2 separate regions of the Sus scrofa genome follow, and region 1 is linked to region 2. Evidence: chromatin contacts called from public HiChIP or PLAC-seq data. All regions are on one chromosome and are shown on one strand. Each heading gives the region's core, a stretch centred on a gene start, on an enhancer-like site or on the middle of the called end of the contact. The rest is flanking DNA. Distances are from core to core; before and after follow the strand shown. Region 1 holds the start of SLC35A5 (probable UDP-sugar transporter protein SLC35A5). Region 2 holds the start of NAA50 (N(alpha)-acetyltransferase 50, NatE catalytic subunit).

What was found. HiChIP or PLAC-seq counts read pairs in DNA pulled down with a chosen protein or histone mark.
Region 1: a contact with region 2 is called in an H3K27ac HiChIP or PLAC-seq map of alveolar macrophages. The contact joins the promoter of SLC35A5 here to the promoter of NAA50 in region 2. A contact is called at or near these places in 1 of 5 promoter capture datasets (liver), 2 of 47 Hi-C or Micro-C datasets (heart right ventricle and skeletal muscle) and 1 of 2 datasets of contacts at active chromatin or transcription factors (alveolar macrophages).

What each region holds. Positions count from the first base shown.
Region 1 is chr13:147,278,044-147,282,002 of Sscrofa11.1, forward strand. It overlaps SLC35A5 (probable UDP-sugar transporter protein SLC35A5), which reads right to left and starts at 1,343. Exons shown (of 7, transcript XM_013982457.2): 1 at 1,050-1,343; 2 at 104-253. The coding sequence starts at 233. It overlaps ATG3 (ubiquitin-like-conjugating enzyme ATG3), which reads left to right and starts at 1,067. Exons shown (of 12, transcript XM_003132682.6): 1 at 1,067-1,856. The coding sequence starts at 1,785.
Region 2 is chr13:146,190,923-146,194,883 of Sscrofa11.1, forward strand. NAA50 (N(alpha)-acetyltransferase 50, NatE catalytic subunit) reads left to right here and starts at 2,296. Exons shown (of 5, transcript NM_001244807.1): 1 at 2,296-2,597. The coding sequence starts at 2,590.

The DNA of each region.
Region 1 (3,959 bases), core at 93-2,592, 1.1 Mb after region 2:
TTAAGGATATAATCCCCATTTTACACACAAGGAAACCAAAGACAAGAAAGACAATGGGTGATTAAATGGCAGAGTTCCATACATAATCCAAGTCTTAACTTACCTTCATTGGCTGAATATTTTACAAGTAGGATGCGACTTGAGCTTAAAGCAATGAATACCACCCCTAGCAGGAATGCATACATTGTTGACCAGGAGCATAACACTGGAAGACCACAACATGTGCTTTCCATTTCACTGTTTTTTCAACTGCCTTAAAGAGAAGGACATGTTCATGAACAACCCTGACAGCCGATTAAGTATAATGTACATACCACTGACTTGTGAAGAACAGAAAAGGAATTTTTTAGATGTCTATATCAAAATCAAAAAAGTTGAGAACTACAAGAAAAACTATGGTGAAAGGAAATGAAACAGTCAAAATTTGATAGGAAGGGGAACTCTAGACACAGAAAAGGCAAGGGCTAGATTAGAAGTGCTGACAAAAGGACAGTTTGGGACTGCAGAATTTTGCAGAGAAACAATTCTTTTAACTTTCACTCTTATGAGCAACTGTGGTCTAAAAGATAATTTCAGATTTGTATTTTTCTCCTTAGTAGCAGCTTTTCCATAGGAGGAAAAAAAAGAACTTGCAGTGAAAGATTCGTTAAATAATGACCAAAATGGAAATATCTGAAACACTGCTGTTACTTTAATTTCCAACTAGTGTTGGAAGCAGAGGGGAACTTAGAAATCAATGACTCCAAGGCCCTTTTTTGAGATGTTGAAGACACTAGACTCTACACTGAGTAGTTACCCTGCCCAAAGCATGCCAGTTTAATGGAGCGCAGAGCCGGTGGTATTGGTGAGAGATGGGCTGGAAGTACCAACACCCACAGCCTAGTGGGCCCAAGTGTACCAAAGCCAAAAAGACACCCCTCCCCACCCGAAGGGCAGGTTTCCCTCCACGATTTAGGAACGCCTTCTGTCACCCGTGCGCCCTCCCCTCAAACGCACGCGCATTCTTTTGCCTCTGCCCCCACCCCGCCCCGGGGTGGGGGCGCTGTTACCTTGGTCCCTTCGAAGAGCTTCCTGCGGAAGAGCATGCATCCTAGAGCTAAAGCAGTAACTGTCTGGCTCCGCAACAGCAGCAGCTTTTAGGGCACATAGGCAGGGAAGCTATGGGTGGAAAAGAAAGGCGAATAAGCCTCTGCACCCAACCCTCCTATTCTGGAACAGAAAGCACAATAACTACCCGACGCTAGAAAGAGCGGACCTGGCGCCCATTGCGCAGGCGCGCTCAGTGTTACGCTTCCGGAGGGAGGGGAAAAGCGACCCGATCCCGCCCCAAGCGCGGCCTTTCTCGCGTCACGTGTCGGGAGAGTCCTCTGTCACGTGAGGTCCAGGTGGCGGCGGAGCTACGGCGAGAGAGTGAGAGGAGGAAGGAGAAGCCGGAAGGGGTGCGAGTGAAGCTAGGCGGAGAAGACAGCCCCTGAGAAGGCGAGGGTGCGCGTGCGCCCGCTTTTCCCCCTAAGTCGGCCCCACCGCTCTCCCTTGCGGCCTGGTGACAGCTGGGCCCGGCCCACCGCGCGCTGCCTGGGGCGCGAGGAGCGCGCTCCCCGCTCTCTCTCGCCCCGCCGGCCGCCCCTCCCCCTCGTCCCGTCCGTCCCGTCGCGTCTCGTCGCGTCTCGTCGCCTCGGGTGTCGAGGCCAGTCGTCGGCGGCGGGGACGTTTTCTGACTCCCGATCCCTGTCCGGCTGTCCTTTCCACTCTGTCTCGGGGCCGGCCGCTCCTCCGGCCCCAGGATGCAGAATGTGATTAACACGGTAAAGGGAAAGGCACTGGAAGTAGCTGAGTACCTGACCCCGGTCCTCAAGGTAAGTGGGCTTGTCAGGGACTGTCACCCACACGCTTGGCTTTGCAGGGATCTAGGGCCGGGCGCCTGGAGAGTCACCTGGTTCTCCGGTGGCAAAAAGTGTGGGAAGGCGGTAGGAATGGTACACGGGAAAAGGTGCAGCCCCTACCTGCGGTCTTACCTAGCTGTTCCCTAGGTGTTTCCTCTGGCTCTTGGGTAATTTGGACCGACTCTGCATACTTCTGTCTCCCACCCGTCAGCACTCAGCTCCTCTTGGTACAATCAGGTTGGATGGTGGTCCGTAGATAAGTGATTTTTGAGGACGTTAAATCCTAACGTCGGAAGTCTTTTGAACTACTGAAATGAAGATTTTGCTTATCTTAAAAAATGAAATCAGTTTGGTATTAAAATGAGATGTCACCTTTTTCTTTCAAAGTTCATAGTAAGTCTCTTTTAATTAGGGGTTTGAAATAGTAAGTTGTGACTAAGGTCCCAAATTACTAGATTTCAGAAAAAGAAGGTGAAATTTGCAACATTATTTCTTTCAGTACCATTTAACCCAGCTAACAGACAACACCCCCCTTTCCAAGTTTTTAAAATAACTGAAACTAGTTATTCATCTTGGACGTCAATGATAATAAGGAGTAGGCTGACCCTTCTAGATACTTGGTTTATTTACATTTTTAAAGATATTTTAAAGTAAAAGTTGTAACATTAGTTATTAGAAGAATGACTGGTTTTACTTTCAAAGATGCATTTCTAGAAGTGCATTCAAGTTTTTCTTTTAAAACTCTTAAAAATGTTTTAGGAGTTCCTATCGTGGCGCAGCGGAAACAAATCCGACTAGGAACCATGAGGTTGCAGGTTCTATCCCTGGCCTTGCTCAATGGGTTAAGGATCCAGCCTTGCGGTGAGCTGTGGTGTAGGTCGAAGACGTGGCTCATATCTGGCATTGCTGTGGCTCTGGCGTAGGCTGGCAGCTATAGCTCCAATTAGACCCCTAGTCTGGGAACCTCCATTTGCTGCAAGAGCGGCCCTAACAAGCCAAAAAATAAAAAATAAAAAGCCAGTTTTAATTAAATGAATTTTATTATATTTATAGTTGTACAACCATCATCACAACATAATTTTAGAATATTTCCATCCCAAACCCCCAGTCCACCCCCCACTTGTCTCTTTTAAAGCTCTTTTAGGGTAAGTTTTTTGTTACTTTAACTTTATTTTTCCTTTCTGAAAAGCAAACAGTGAGAGTAAATGAATAGCGATTTCTTGCTTAGTGTTTTTTTTTTTTTTAACCTTTCAATTAAAATTTTACAAATTTTGGTGTGAGGATGGAATATTCTTGGAAATGGTTGTTCCTCTTTATTCAAGAATTTCCTCTGGTATGCTAAGAGGAATAGTGAACAGTTTTACTTTGCTCCCTTTCCATGCAAAGGGAAACGTTAGTCCTGTACTTTGTTTTTATATTTCTAAGAATGATTTTAAAATGATACTTGTTGGGCCAAGTTAAAAAAAAAATTTTAAATGAGAATTCCAGTATTGCTATGCTTTTATTTGTTGCTTATGAAACCCATCTAAATTAAGATTATTCAGTCGACTTTGAAATTTTGACATTTGATCATATGATTCTTTTGCATATTATATCATCTTTTCAGAAACATGTCTACCTAGACAAATAGGATTTAAATAATAAACCATTGTTATAGCTTTTAGTTTCAGGGAGAGTGGAGCAAAAGAAAGAGACCTCCCAAGATTAAATATAAAACTGCTATTTTACTGGACACTTGTATTTTATTGAACTTATAACATAGACTTCTGTTTTGAGAAATCATTCTACTTGTTCGCCAAACGGAAAGGATGTGTTAGCTTGTTAGGTAGGTAGTTTTAGTAATAAGGAAAGCAGAATTAATAATCCTCTTCCTTACTCTTCCCTGTGCAAATTGTTGGTTTTCAGAGAGAATCCTTGTAGTTTCCTACTGGTCATGGGGAAACAAGGGAAAAAAGCTAATGATTTCTCCCAGCCAGTAAACATTAAGAAAAATCATGGTTTGGACTTACTACTGGCTTTTAAACAAAAGCCCTTGCTCACTTCCATGTTATTTGTCAAACACTCTCTTGCCTTGGG
Region 2 (3,961 bases), core at 1,046-3,545:
TACACTACCAATGAAATGGGAGTATACAGGGTTAGGCAAAACCTAAACAAAATCATTTCTGTATTTTCACAAAATACTATCCATCAAAATCTGAAAAAGTCACCTAGAGTTTTAAAAATAGGGAAAGCTGGAGTTCCCGTCGTGGTGCAGTGGTTAACGAATCCGACTGGGAACCATGAGGTTGCGGGTTCGGTCCCTGCTCTTGCTCAGTGGGTTAACGATCCGGCGTTGCCGTGAGCTGTGGTGTAGGTTGCAGACACCGCTGGGATCTGGCGTTGCTGTGGCTCTGGCAAAGGCCGGTGGCTACAGCTCCGATTCGACCCCTAGCCTGGGAACCTCCATATGCCGTGGGAGCGGCCCAAAGAAATAGCAAAAAGACAAAAAAAAAAAGTAAAAAAATAAATAAATAAATTAAAATAGGGAAAGCTAAGGAGGGACACAAATGCTACCTAATATAAATTTACCACTAGTCAAAGGAGTGGTGATTAAGTAGGATTTTAGGGGAAAATGGAAAGAGGACCTCAAAGGCAGAAACCATCTTGACTTAACCTCTTTACCTTTAAGTTTATGGTCAAATACATTTGGTTTTAATCTTTCTAGCCCAGTCAGTTTCTGAATTACTTCCTTTCCTGGGAAATCACGTTTCCTAAAGCTAGCCTGGGTATCCGCAGACCATGATCCCGGCAACACCATCTTTCAACATCTCCCCATTCAATCGAGACTGTAGCATTATCAGCACTTTCTGTTTTGAACCTAGTATATATTTATTCTTTCAACTGTCCTTTCCCTTTCTGCACTGTAACATCAGAGAAGAGAAAGGTAAAAGGCCACCTTTTACCTTTCCAGACCCATTCAACGCTTGCAAACATCTTTAAAACAACCCTTGCAGGGATGTCAGATAAAAACTCAATTACAGAGAATGCACATTTGGAAGCAAGCTTTACAGTGACTCCGCAATGAGGGCCACATTGGTGACATTCTCTCCCAAGCCTGTCTCGCAGGAGACGCCTCTGCCTCCAGGGTTTGTCCTACCTCCCGCTCCCCAGCCTAGGGCTGAATGTAAAGACCATGCAAGGCCTCTGCCAAAGAATGGGTTTTGGGGATTCAGACCTGGAGACTACTGCAGACACCGAGGAATGCCTGAACCAATCCCAATACCCGAAGCCCCGAAGAGTCCGAATGGGTAACCACAATGGCCGCACTCACCCCCAACCGTGGGAAAGGTGGACGTCCCAACCCCTAGGTTGCAGGGGCGACCACAGTGGGGGAGCAAGGGTCAAGATAACTGGAGAAATAAGCTCCTCGCCAATGCAGGATGACAGCGAGGAGGAAGCCCTGAAAAGGAGAAGCCACCATGCACACGCTGCTTTCTCTTCCTCCTCCCACTCCTTCTAGCCCCACCAGCCGCCGGTTACCGGTCGCCGCTCACCTGCCCGGGCGCGAGGTGCAAAAAGTGTACCGACACCGACCGACCCAGAGGCTCTGTCACTGTGGGAGGGGAAGTCTTCAGCTGCAGAGAAGGGGGCGGGCCTAGAGTCACGTGACCTCGAGCTCCGCCCAGTCCTCCCTAGCCAGGCTCACTGCATCTCGTGGGCCTGTATTTTTTCGGATCGTTTGAACAGTAATTTTCTTGCCATTAGATGTTAGGGAAAAACGAAAGTGTTCACAAAGATTATGTTTGTAAAGTACAACGGAGAAGACGTGGGTGGAACGGGTTAAAGTGCATTGCTAAGGAAGTGACGTTCACCGCCGAGGTCTAAGGACCGGAAATGGCGATGGAGTTCCGTTCTCCTGGGGCCCGCAGGTAGAATCACAGGCTTGAGGGTTTGGGGTAGTCACGTGACATGAAAACTTGAAACATGCTGGACGCAAGCCAAGTTATCCAGCCAATTATCAATTACAATTATTTGTCTTAAAAGCACCTCATCTAAGTATTCCATAAGCTTCTTTACATTAAGAAGAACCAGTTTTATAAAATATTAGGAGACAGGCCCGTCTGAAGTTCATACTGGAGACTATCAACTGGAAAGAACAGAGGAAGAAGACTGATCTATTTGAAGTGGAAGAGGAAAGGGAGGGGTGGAAAAAATCTGGATTTTACCGCCAGGGCCGACCCAGCAAGCCCCACAAGTTGTGTTGCAAGGGACAGGAGGAGAAGGATGACGCCAGAAGGCGGAACCCAGTAAAAGATGGAGGTTCTGAAGTGGAGGGGGAAGGGTACGGAAAGATCTGAAGTGCGCCTGCGCGCGAGACGGCCGACGCGCCGGCGCGCAGAGGGGGCGGGGTGAAAGGTCACAGCGCGGCGGCGAGTCTGGCTGGCGGCGGCGGCAGGAGGGAGGCGACTGCTCCGTGTGCACGTGTGGAGAAGTGGCGGCACCGGCACGGCGGCAGGACGCACCGCCGCCCCCTCTGGAGACGCAGGGCTGCGCTCGAATCTCGCGGCCTCCGTCAACAGCTCAGCTCCCTGCCCTAGGCGAGGAGGTCGGCTTGTGGGGTTGAGTGGCCCGAGCTGAGGGCGCGGAGAGCTCAGGGCGGCGACGACAACGGCGTTGATATCGGTGGTAACAACGGCCTCAGCAGGCGGGGAAGATGAAAGGGTGAGGAAGGGCAGCCAGACAGGGCCCGACCGGCGGGAGAGAGGGGCTGCGAAGGAAGTGAGAGATTCTGGGCCAGGACCTGGCGGAGGGAGGTTTGTGGGATTCTCTGCTCACGGAGGGGGCGGAGGCTCGGCGCGGGCTGTTGGCGGGCTGAAGGGCCAGCAGAAGCAAAACCCGGGGAACCCAGAATTTGGGCCCAGAGGACGAATGTGGGTTAAGTGGAAACCAGATCTTGCTGGGGCAGAGGGGACGAGCTCTTGTGAGGCGCCTGTGGCCTCCTGTCTGGGAGCGGACGGCATAGCCACCCCCGGCCCGCGACTCGAGTGGAGTGGTCTGGTTGTCCTCATCAGATCCAGGCTCCACACTGAGAACTGTGGTCTTTGACATCTTTCGGGCTTATTTGTACTTGGAAGCGATGCAGAAGCTTCTGGAAGGAGAAGGAATTTAAATAAAAAGCATGGAGATGAGTATTAAAAGCTAGTGACTCAACTGGATTTGGGTTGGGTCAGAGCGAGTGGAGGAGGGGGAGAGCGCGAGCACTGTAGACTTGGGGTGCCAGAATGTTCAAGGAAGTATTGTTGATCAGTAGGTGGAGCTATTGCTGCAGGAGTTTACTCTTGCCCCAGTGCCTTGAGGGGGGTCCTTGGAAGCTTTCTTCAGGTGCTTGGCAAAGTTAATATACTTTCACAGTCTCCCTCTTGGATAAAGTAAAGGATGGTTTCTCTTCGACTATTTCTATTTGAATAAGCTGTCACCTTACTCTATTAAATTGCTTATTGTTGAAGTATTCATTACATAACACGGTGTTTTAAAATAGTGACCAAGCTGTTTTGCCTTTACCCTCCTTAGAGAAAGAAATGAAATCTTAGCAATATTAAAACCTTTCTGAGATGCCTGAGTTTTTTCTGTTATAGCAAGTCAGTTAAAGAACTGTGTTTTGGGTTAAGGAACCTTTCAAATTATTCAGCACCCCTTTTGAGGATGAAATAAAAGTCAGCGTTCAGAGTCATACTGTCTAAAACAAGGGTGTAAATATTTCTTCGGTGTATATATGTGTTTGAGGTCGCAGAAGAGGTCCAAGAAAGTTAAATTTGACCCAAGGATTGTAATGTGATTCCTTACTCTGATTTTACTTTAAATATTGTGATGTCGAATTGCATGTTTGGGGTTAAAGTTTAGAAATCATGAAAATTTCACAGTACCTGCATTATTTCTCATCAGGTTCTGAAGTGTTCCAATTAGGATACTGATTGAGAGATATTGGAAGCATGTGCTGCACTTGAATCATGATTTAGAAGTTTGGCTATTTTATGTATGATCCAGTACAACTTGGCGAGATTTTTCCTTTTTTCCCGAGTATAGAT